2 separate regions of the Urocitellus parryii genome follow, and region 1 is linked to region 2. Evidence: chromatin contacts called from public Hi-C data. All regions are on one chromosome and are shown on one strand. The core of a region is the stretch at or near the end of the contact, and the rest is flanking DNA. Distances in the headings are between cores, read along the strand shown. Region 1 holds the start of Gusb (glucuronidase beta). Region 2 holds the start of Chchd2 (coiled-coil-helix-coiled-coil-helix domain containing 2).

Evidence for each region. A called contact is a pair of places that touch in the nucleus more often than the background predicts.
Region 1: a Hi-C map of muscle shows a contact between it and region 2, with 4 times the contacts expected there. The contact joins the promoter of Gusb here to the promoter of Chchd2 in region 2. A contact is called at or near these places in 2 of 2 Hi-C or Micro-C datasets (liver and muscle).

Annotation. Positions count from the first base shown.
Region 1 is chr9:22,481,859-22,486,604 of mUroPar1.hap1, forward strand. Gusb (glucuronidase beta) reads right to left here and starts at 2,054. Exons shown (of 12, transcript XM_026400458.2): 1 at 1,818-2,054; 2 at 912-1,097; 3 at 404-585; 4 at 91-233. The coding sequence starts at 2,024.
Region 2 is chr9:22,337,433-22,341,637 of mUroPar1.hap1, forward strand. Chchd2 (coiled-coil-helix-coiled-coil-helix domain containing 2) reads right to left here and starts at 1,408. Exons shown (of 4, transcript XM_026400404.2): 1 at 1,216-1,408; 2 at 1-18. The coding sequence starts at 1,265.

The DNA.
Region 1 (4,746 bases), core at 804-3,303, 150 kb after region 2:
GGTCGAGAGCCCTTTTCCTAGGATCTTTCCAAACAGCAAATAAAGCCTCTCTAGGCCCAGCTGAGGGCAGGGGCTTCCAGGAGCCCTCACCAGTGTCTTGGTCCACTCCAGTGGTGACCGTGATGTCGTCGATGTAGGTGGTAGGCGTCGTGTAGAGAATCACAGACCGATGCAGTCCCGCATAGTTGAAGAAGTCAAAGTTTATGTCCTGGACAAAGTAGCCCTTAGGATACCTAGGTGGGGGACAGTGATCATGTGTCCTTGCTCTGGATCCTCTGACCTCAACTCACATCTCCCTGGCCTCCCCAGATCTAAAGCCTTAATTCTGCAAAAGCCACCCTGTTCCCAGCAGGAAGACCTCTGGGCAGGTGGGAGGGGGACCAGGGGACAGGCTGCTGCTCACTTGGAGGTATCGGTCTTGTAGAGGATGGTCCCTGGCGGCAGGGTGTGGGGGGTGAGTGTGTTGTTGATGGCGATGGTAATGCGGCAAGAGGACAGGGGCCCACTCTGCACCAGCTTGCTGATGTCAGCCTCGAAGGGGAGGTGGCCCCCCTCATGCTCTGCCACATGGACCCCGTTCACCCACTGCAGACACAAGGAGGGCCACCAGGCCAGAGCTTAAAGAGGGGGCCCTGCAGTCTCAGGTTCTCCCTCACATAAGGACCCACATGTAGGGGCCAAGGGGCCTGCCAGAAGCCCCCTGCCACACCAGCCTGGTGAGAGGAGGGGAGAGCCAAAGGAGATTAGGCAATGTGTCCCACCTGCAGCTCAGACCCCACACTGGGGCATGAATGTCCCCCTACTGTTCCATCCAGACGGTGGGCTATCAGGTGACAGTTGGGAGCCAGGCAACCCCAGGCATGCTCAGCAGCATGACTGCCCACCCCCTGCCTGCTGCCCCCTGCACTGACCACAATGGCATAGTAGTGGGCGCTGCCAATCCTCAGCACCACTCTTGTGCTCAGGTCTTGGGTCCACCGCTGAGGCAGGACTGCCTCCCGTTCGTACCACACCCAGCCAACAAAGCTCCGAAGCTGTGCATCTTGGCCCACGTCGTTGAAGCTGGAGGGGACTGGCATGTCCAGGGTGGGCCCCGACTGGGAGAGAAGAGTCAGGTCAGGTCCAGTCCCCTAGGCCCTAGGCCCTAGGCCCACCGTCCTGCACTGCCACACTCCCCAACACCTGGCACAGCTCTGACACACAAAAGGGACTATGAACAATTGGATCACTTGCTGGCCTCAGCAATGCCAGTATGGTTTGTGGGGAGACCGTGGTGGTCAGAAGAGCTTCCTCAGGGCAGAGAGCACCAGGGCCAAGATCTCCATGGATCAGGGTGAGCCAGGGGTCAGCTCGGCCAGGGGCAGGAAGGGCCACCCCCTGACTCAGAGGCAGATGACCGGCAGACAAGAGAGGAAGGCCGGCAGGGCCGGGCCCCTGGACTGGTCGGTAATGCTGGCGGCAGGCCGGCTCCTCACTTCCTCCTCTGCTGAGCGAAGTGGGAAAGGGAGAGGAAGGCGCGGGCGCCCTGCTGGCCCCGTCTGCGCATCCGCACGCGGCCGGGGAGCTGGGCAGGGGTCCTGGTGTTGGGGGGGCCAGCACCCGTACTCTCCCTGAGCGCTGGAAGCCACGGTCCCTCTTGTCTGGGCCAAGGTGGCCCCAGAAGACCAGGCTGGCCCCTGCGGCGCCCCGCTGCGCTCTGAGCCGCGGACACCGCTCGGCAACGCCCGCCGCTGGGGCGAGCCCGCCCGCCCTGCGCCGCCGCGGCCCCCGGCTCGCAGACCCCGCGACGGACCGCAGCCCCGCCGTGCAGCGCGCACCTCGCGCAGCGGCCGCCGGTACCACTGCTGCTCAAAGCCCAGGCGCCGGCCGTCGGAGAGGTCGGCGCGGAAGCTCCAGAGCCCGTCCAGGTCCTTGCGCTCGCGCGACGGGCTCTCGCGCGGGTACAGCATCCCGCCCTGCAGCGCTAGCGCGCAGCCCCAGAGCAGCGGGCCCAGCGCCCAGCCGCGCGCCAGCCTCCAGCCCATGGCTCCGCGGCGCCCGCCGTCTGCCGGACCAGGGCATCACGTGGCCCCGAGAGACCGCCCGCGCGTGCGGGTCCGGGGCGCGCGCCCGGAGCCGAGGCAGCTCCCCGGCGCCCCCTGCGGAAGGCCGGGTGCCTGCAAGGACGCTGCCCAATCCCAGGCCTGGTGTCTGCGAGGTCACTGCCCTCCTCGGAGCAGGGACCCTAGGCAAGGTCACTGCCCAACTCCTGGGCGGGACCCAACGCGGGGTCCTCGCCCAACCTGGGGCTGAACCCAGCAGGCGGGAGATCATTGCCCGCCCTGGGGCCTGGACCCAGCCGGCCCAATCGCACAAGGTTTCCGTGTGTTTGTTCTGACTTCAGGTCACCACAGCAGCCTTCTGAGCTGGACTTTGATGCTGAAAGTGCAGTTCCCAGAAGAGTGAAAATGTAGAAGCCAACAAAGGATGAACAGTCCTCCGAATGCTTGCAATGTGAAATAAGCAGAATATGAGGCAAAATAAATACAGTTTTCTGGGTATAAACCCAGGGCGTCAGACATGCCAAGCAAGTGTTCAACCACTAAGCCCAAATAGGGTAGAAGAAACAGGACAGGTAGAAAGAACCTAAAGGGAAGGAAAAAGGGACTGAGGCTTTAAATCCAAAAACCCGTGAACTCCCCAACCTTCACCTCCAGATCTTTTTCCAGGCCTGAGTTCTTACAGAGTGCTGTCAGTCCACTTAATAGGTACTTACTTACTAAATTTGTTTTCAGAATGTGCTTTTATTTATGTGTTGGATATGGAAAATGACAAACTCCAAACAGTATGGCCCAGGGACAGGGAATGAGGCAGAAGGCAATACATTGATCCTTTCCTAGTACAATCTTCCCCAGTGACAAGACAGGTCCCCAGGAGGAGATATCCATCGAGTCTGAAATGACACTCTCTGGGAAGAGGCCAAAGCATTGATCCTTCCCTAGACAAATCCTTTCCCAGATACCGACCACTGACCCCAGACCCTCCATCTGGCTCAGTAAAGATAAATCCCAGATACTGAAGCAGGACTCCAAGATGGCAGAGGCAGGGTACAAGCTGGAGGTGGGTCATGTCCCTGTTTACAAGTCCTATCGCTGTGATACTTCCTGCCTCAGGTTGGGTATTCAGAAACCGGTCACTTGTAATCAGGCGTCACAAGGTAACCAGTGGGAGCAGATGGGGTAAGGTCCTCAATTCTGTCCCCACAGGGAAGAGAGCATAAAAGACCAGGGTTTCGGGCGGTGAGCCCCTGTGGGCCACTGCACCTGCCTTATGGAGTGCTACTTCCTCCTTCCCCTCCATGAAGTGCACTTGGCTTATTCCTTCTGTGTCTTGCTCAATTCTTTTTTCACATCCCCAAGAACCTGGACCCCAAGTGGACACCCAGACATAACAACGCCATTCCACTCGTCCCTCCAGTGGCCTTCCCATGCCCTCTATGAAATTTCCCCAGATCAGTGAGCCTATTTTGCAATTCTGTGATTCTTAAAATTCAAATCCATGAATGGGGTTGTGGCTCAGTGGTAGAGCACTCACCTGGCACATGCAACGCCCTGGGTTCGATCCTCAGCACCACATAAAAATGAATAAACAAAATAAAACTATTGTGTACAACTACAAAATAAACATTTTTAAAAAATTCAAATCCATTCTTTCTTTCTCCATTTTTCGTTTTTATTTTTTGAATTTTTTTAGTTGTTGATAGACCTTTGTTTTATTTATTTATTTTTATGTGGTGCTGAGAATCAAACCCAGTGCCTCACACATGCCAGGCAAGTGTGCTACTGCAGAGCCACAGCCACAGCCTGAATTTTTTTTTTTATTGGTTCCTCTACCCACTTTTAAAATTGAATTATAATTGCTAACCATGCTAGTGCTGTTCACCAGGTATTTACTTTCTTCCCATTTAGGCCCAAGGTAGTATTGCATGCTTTCGCTCTTTGATATCGGGGTGGCCGTGTGACCATTTTGATGAATGATATGTAAATAGCAGAAAGTCCTGAGAGGAGCCCTGGCTCTGGCATCCCTTTCTCCTGTCTGGTGATCCTGGAAGCACCTGTTGAAACCCAGCCTCCCTGGGGTCCCTTCCAGCCAGCACTGAACCCGCAGTGGAGAGGAGGGAGTTGTAATCCAGCATACCAGCCCCCTGCTGCAGCCTGACCAGGAGGTTACTGTTGTTACTCCCACTCTCCAAGCATGCTAACCCAGACCCAAGTGGCCTGTAAATTGGCTGACACCACAGAGCTGGTGAGGAGCACAGGTGGAATGTCAACCCGATCAGATTCCAAGTATTGTGTTACCCCTCGAAATCCACGGTGCCCCTCCAACACTCTCAGACCCGTGTTTGGAAAGAGAACCAACAGAGTTGTGGGCTTTAACTCACAGTCGTACGTGCATAGGGGAAAGGAACTGCCAATTTTCATCCTCTGGGTGGACAGTGGTTTTTTGTTTATTTGTTTTACTTATTATTATTTATTATTATTATTTTCATACAAGGGATTGAACATAGGGAAGCTCTATGCTGTGTTACACCCTCAACCCTTTAAAATTTTTTTTTTTTAAACAGGGTCTCACCAAATTGGGGCAGCTTTTCTCAAATTTGAGATCCTCCTGCTTCAGCTTCCCAAATTACTGAGTTTGCCGTAGGCTGGTGTAGGATGATGTCAATTGGTATTTTAACATTGGTACCTGGACAATAATTATCGAGTA
Region 2 (4,205 bases), core at 158-2,657:
CTCATCTGAGGGGCCCGGCTGTGAGAAAAAGGAACAAGGAACAAGGATGAAGTACTTCTAACTGGTTTTGTGAACTGTCAACTTAAAAATGAACTCTCTTCCCATCCCCACTCCTGCAACCATTTCAAAGTTTTCATATAGGTCACAGAATCTTTTCAAAACACATTTATTCCAACATTCATAATGAAAAAAGTAAAAGGGCGGGGAAGCTCAGCACTAAAGCACCTGCATCAGTCTTTGGTGCCACCAAGAAAAGACAATGAAGGAAGAAAAAAACCTAGAATTCATCTACTCAAACATTAGGCAGCAGTATTGCAGAGGCTGGGAATATAACAGAGGCAAAAACCTCTGCCTTGGTGGAGCTTAAGTTCTACTGAAACTTCCAAGAATTACTTCATATAATTTAAAATGTCATGATGCCTTTTGATACAGTGGGCTAAAAAAAATTAAGTTATATTAAATATTAAGGAATAAATTCATTTTCTTTTGTTTGCACTGGGGATTGAATCGGGGGGGGGGGTGCTTTATTCTTTACTTCCAAACTTGCTAAATTGCTGAAGCTGGCCTTTAACTTGCCATCCTCCTGCCTCAGCCCCCAGAGTCGCTGGGATTACAGGTGCCTGGCCAGGAGAAAATTTCTTTAGAGAGGCTATGTTGGGGGATATCAGAATCTCAGTAGAACCAAAGAGAGCCTCACCGTGCCAGCTACATTGGAAGGCTCTAGCCCTGGGCTGTCCCCAGGAAACCGAACCCGAGGGTCGCTCGGGACGAGTGCGGGAGCAACCTGGGCAACACGGCGAGACCCTTCCTCAAACCACAGGAGACTCGGCTGGGGAGAAGTTTGGGCTGGCATCTCGTTTTGGACTGGAAGGCGGCCAGCGCCGGCGACTGCCGGGCTGCAGCACGTACCGGGGCTCCCACCCGCGGCCACCGGCGCTCCCAGCATTCCCACCGGAGCGTCAAACACCGCTGCGCCACCTTTAGCTCAGGTCAGGCCCTCGGAGCCTTCGGGTCCCCTCCCCGCAAGTCCCTGCCGCGGAGCGCCCGGGGGAGCTCCCGCCCCGGCGTGACAGCCGCACCGGCGAGTCCCGCACCACAACAGGAGACCCCGTGTCCTGCGCTCCCCGCACCCTAACCCGCCCGCCCCGCGACCCCGCGTCCCGCAGCCAGCAGCCGGGCGTCCAGGCGGGGGCCTCGCGCCCCGCGGAGCCTCACCTGGCTGGGGGAGCCACGCGCGAAGTGCGGCTCCGGCTTCCACGCGGCATGGTAAGTTCCCGACGGCTCGGTGTCCAGAAGGCGAAATGCAGTGCGCAGGTGACCACCTCCGAAGGCTAGCGGAAGCTGGGGATGGGGCTGCCCGGGGCGCAACCAATCAGCGCGTAGGCGGGGGCCGGGCGCCGACGTCCACGGGCCCTGAAGGTCACCGGAAGAGCAAGACGTCACTACGGTTTGGCAGCGCAGTGACGTCATGAGCGGGCGCCGGCGCTCTGGGAGACCGGAAATTGTTGCGGGGCGTGTTGGGCGCGAGCAGAGAGGCGACGGCCTTGGGTTCCTCGCGAGGGTTTCGAGAATGGATTCAGGAGACAAGCGCAAGGAAGCCGCGTGTCCGTGTGACCCCGCTAAGGTCGCGCGGCATGAGCGCCTCGTGTCCGTCACGACAGCCCCTCTGCGTGCCGCCGTGCGTTTACGGTCCGGAGCGGGCCCGGCGTGACTTCCCCGGGCCGCGAGGCTCACCCCGCTGTGACTAGCAGCGATCCCGGGCTCGGTCCGCAGTACCGCAGATAGTAGTAATTACACACAGACACACACCCCAGATCTGCCTTCGCGGAGCTTGGGTTTCAGAGAGGGGAACCCCAAAGCCTCCCTGAGTCAGGCAGTGGTGATGCGAAGAAGGCGCTAGATTAGCGGCGGGCTGGGGCCTGCCGGGTGGCGGCGGTGTTGCCCTGCCCTGCTCTTGACCTGCCCGTGGAACCTAGCTGCCTCATCCTGATCTTGTTTTTTTTTTTTTTTTTCTTTTTTCTCTTTCTGGTTATCGAGTCCAGGTCATTCAACCACCGAGCCACATCTCTGGCCCTTTAAAATTTGAGGCCCTTTTAATTTTAATTCCTTGTAGCTGGAATTTAGGTGTGGGCCATCTTGCAAACTGTTTTTGAGCAGCAGATGCTGGTGGGTCAGGTGGGCTAGCCAAGACTGACTGGATCTAAGGTGTTGCCAGAGTGACTCAGGCAACCTCTAACTTCATTATTGTCTTGTCTGATTGCTAAATGACAACCCCACACACCCGGCACCACTAGTAAGAACCATAAAACGAGTGAAAAGAGGTGGGTATTGTTGTATAAGACTGTTAACAATGCTGAATCTAGTTTGCTAGTTTTATTATTATTATTATTTTAGTTGTAGTTGGACACAATGCCTTTATTTTTACGTGGTGCTGAGGACCGAACCCAGTGCCTCATGCATGCTAGGCGAGCGTTCTACCACTGAGCCACAACCCCAGCCCCTGGTTTGCTAGTTTTTTGTTGAGAATTTTTGTATTAAGATCCATAAACAAGAGCAGTGGCTCAAAAGGATGAGACAGGAGGATCACAAGTTGCCAGCCTCAGCAACGCAGGGAGACCCTACAAAAAAGGTTGGAAATGTGACTCAGTGGTAGATTGCCCTTGGTTCAGTCCCCTTATTGTTAAGCCCCCCACCTAAATTCACTTACAGTGATCAAAATTTGAACCAAGAAACTTAAAAGTTGTTATAAATAAGAAATTTAGGTAAACGGACTCAATGATTGCAGTAAAAATTCTCAAATTAGGCAATAGGCAACAATTTTATTTTTAGTACTATCATTTAGAGAAGACTGTTTCTATTTTTGTTTTGAGAAGGGTTCTTGCTACCTTGCCAAGGCTATCCTCAAAATCCTGGGCTCAAGGGCTGGGGTGGTGGCTCAGTGGTAGAGGACTTGCCTTGCATTCATGAGGCACTGGGTTCCATCCTCAGCACCACATAAAATAAATAAAAGGTATTGTGTCCATCTACGACTAAATTTTGTTTTTTTAATTCTGGGTGTACAACCAGAGATATGAAAAAATTGTGCTTTCTGTGCATAATATGAATTGTAATGTATTCTGTTGTTGTATAAAACAAATTAAAATTAAAAAAAATTTTTAAATCCTGGGCTCAAGCTATCATAGGACTACAGATGTGTTACTATACCTAATGGCATCAGAATTTTTTTCCAGAGGCAGATATCAAACCCAGGGCCTTTAAAAGATAGGCAAGAGCTCCACCACTAAACTACATCCCCAGCCCTAACAGGAAAATTTAAATTGCATAATGTTCCTGATTGTAGAAATTAGCTGTAGGAATGTTCGTTTAACACAGAGAAAACCTGTAAACAACTTAAGCATACTACAATATAGAATTATTTATAAGTTAAATATGATGAAATGTACACTGTCATTAAAGTTATGAAAGGGTTCTAGGGATGTAGCTCAGTATTGTTGGTACTGGGGACTGAACCTAAGGGTGCTTAATCACTGAACTACATCCCCTTTTTATTTTTTAATTTTGAGACAGGGTCTTGCTAAGTTGCTTAAGATCTCACTAAATTATTGAGGCTGCCCTTGAACTTGGGATCCTCCTGCCTCAGCCTCCCAGATTGATGGACTTATAGGCGTGCACCACCACACCTGACATAGCTGAGTGTCAGAGTGCTTGCTTATCATGAGCAAGACCTTGGGTTCAATCTCCAGCATGGAAAAAATTTATAAAAGAACATTTGACATGATATATATACACCTCTATATGATACATCTATGTACACGTCTATCTATGAGATACATCTATATACATGTCTATCTATATGATATATCTATATACATATTTATATGATACATTCCATCCCCAGTCCTTTTTTATTGTTTGAAACAGGGTCTCCCTAAATTGCGTTCGCCAGCTTCAAACCATAAGTTCCCCTTGCTTCAGTCTAGTGAGTCACTGGGACTGCAGGTGTGCACCATCATGCCTGGAGTCATCACAGTATATTAAGTGCAAGAGCAGGTTATAAAGTGTTTTTCACAGTTTATTTTGAAAACTTTAAAGTACATATACACCCAACTGAGTGCCATCCCCATCTAGCACGGGCAGCTGAACTAGGTTGCTTGAGTTAGCTGGGCTCTTTTTGATTTTAGTTTAAAGTCTCCAGGATCATCAGA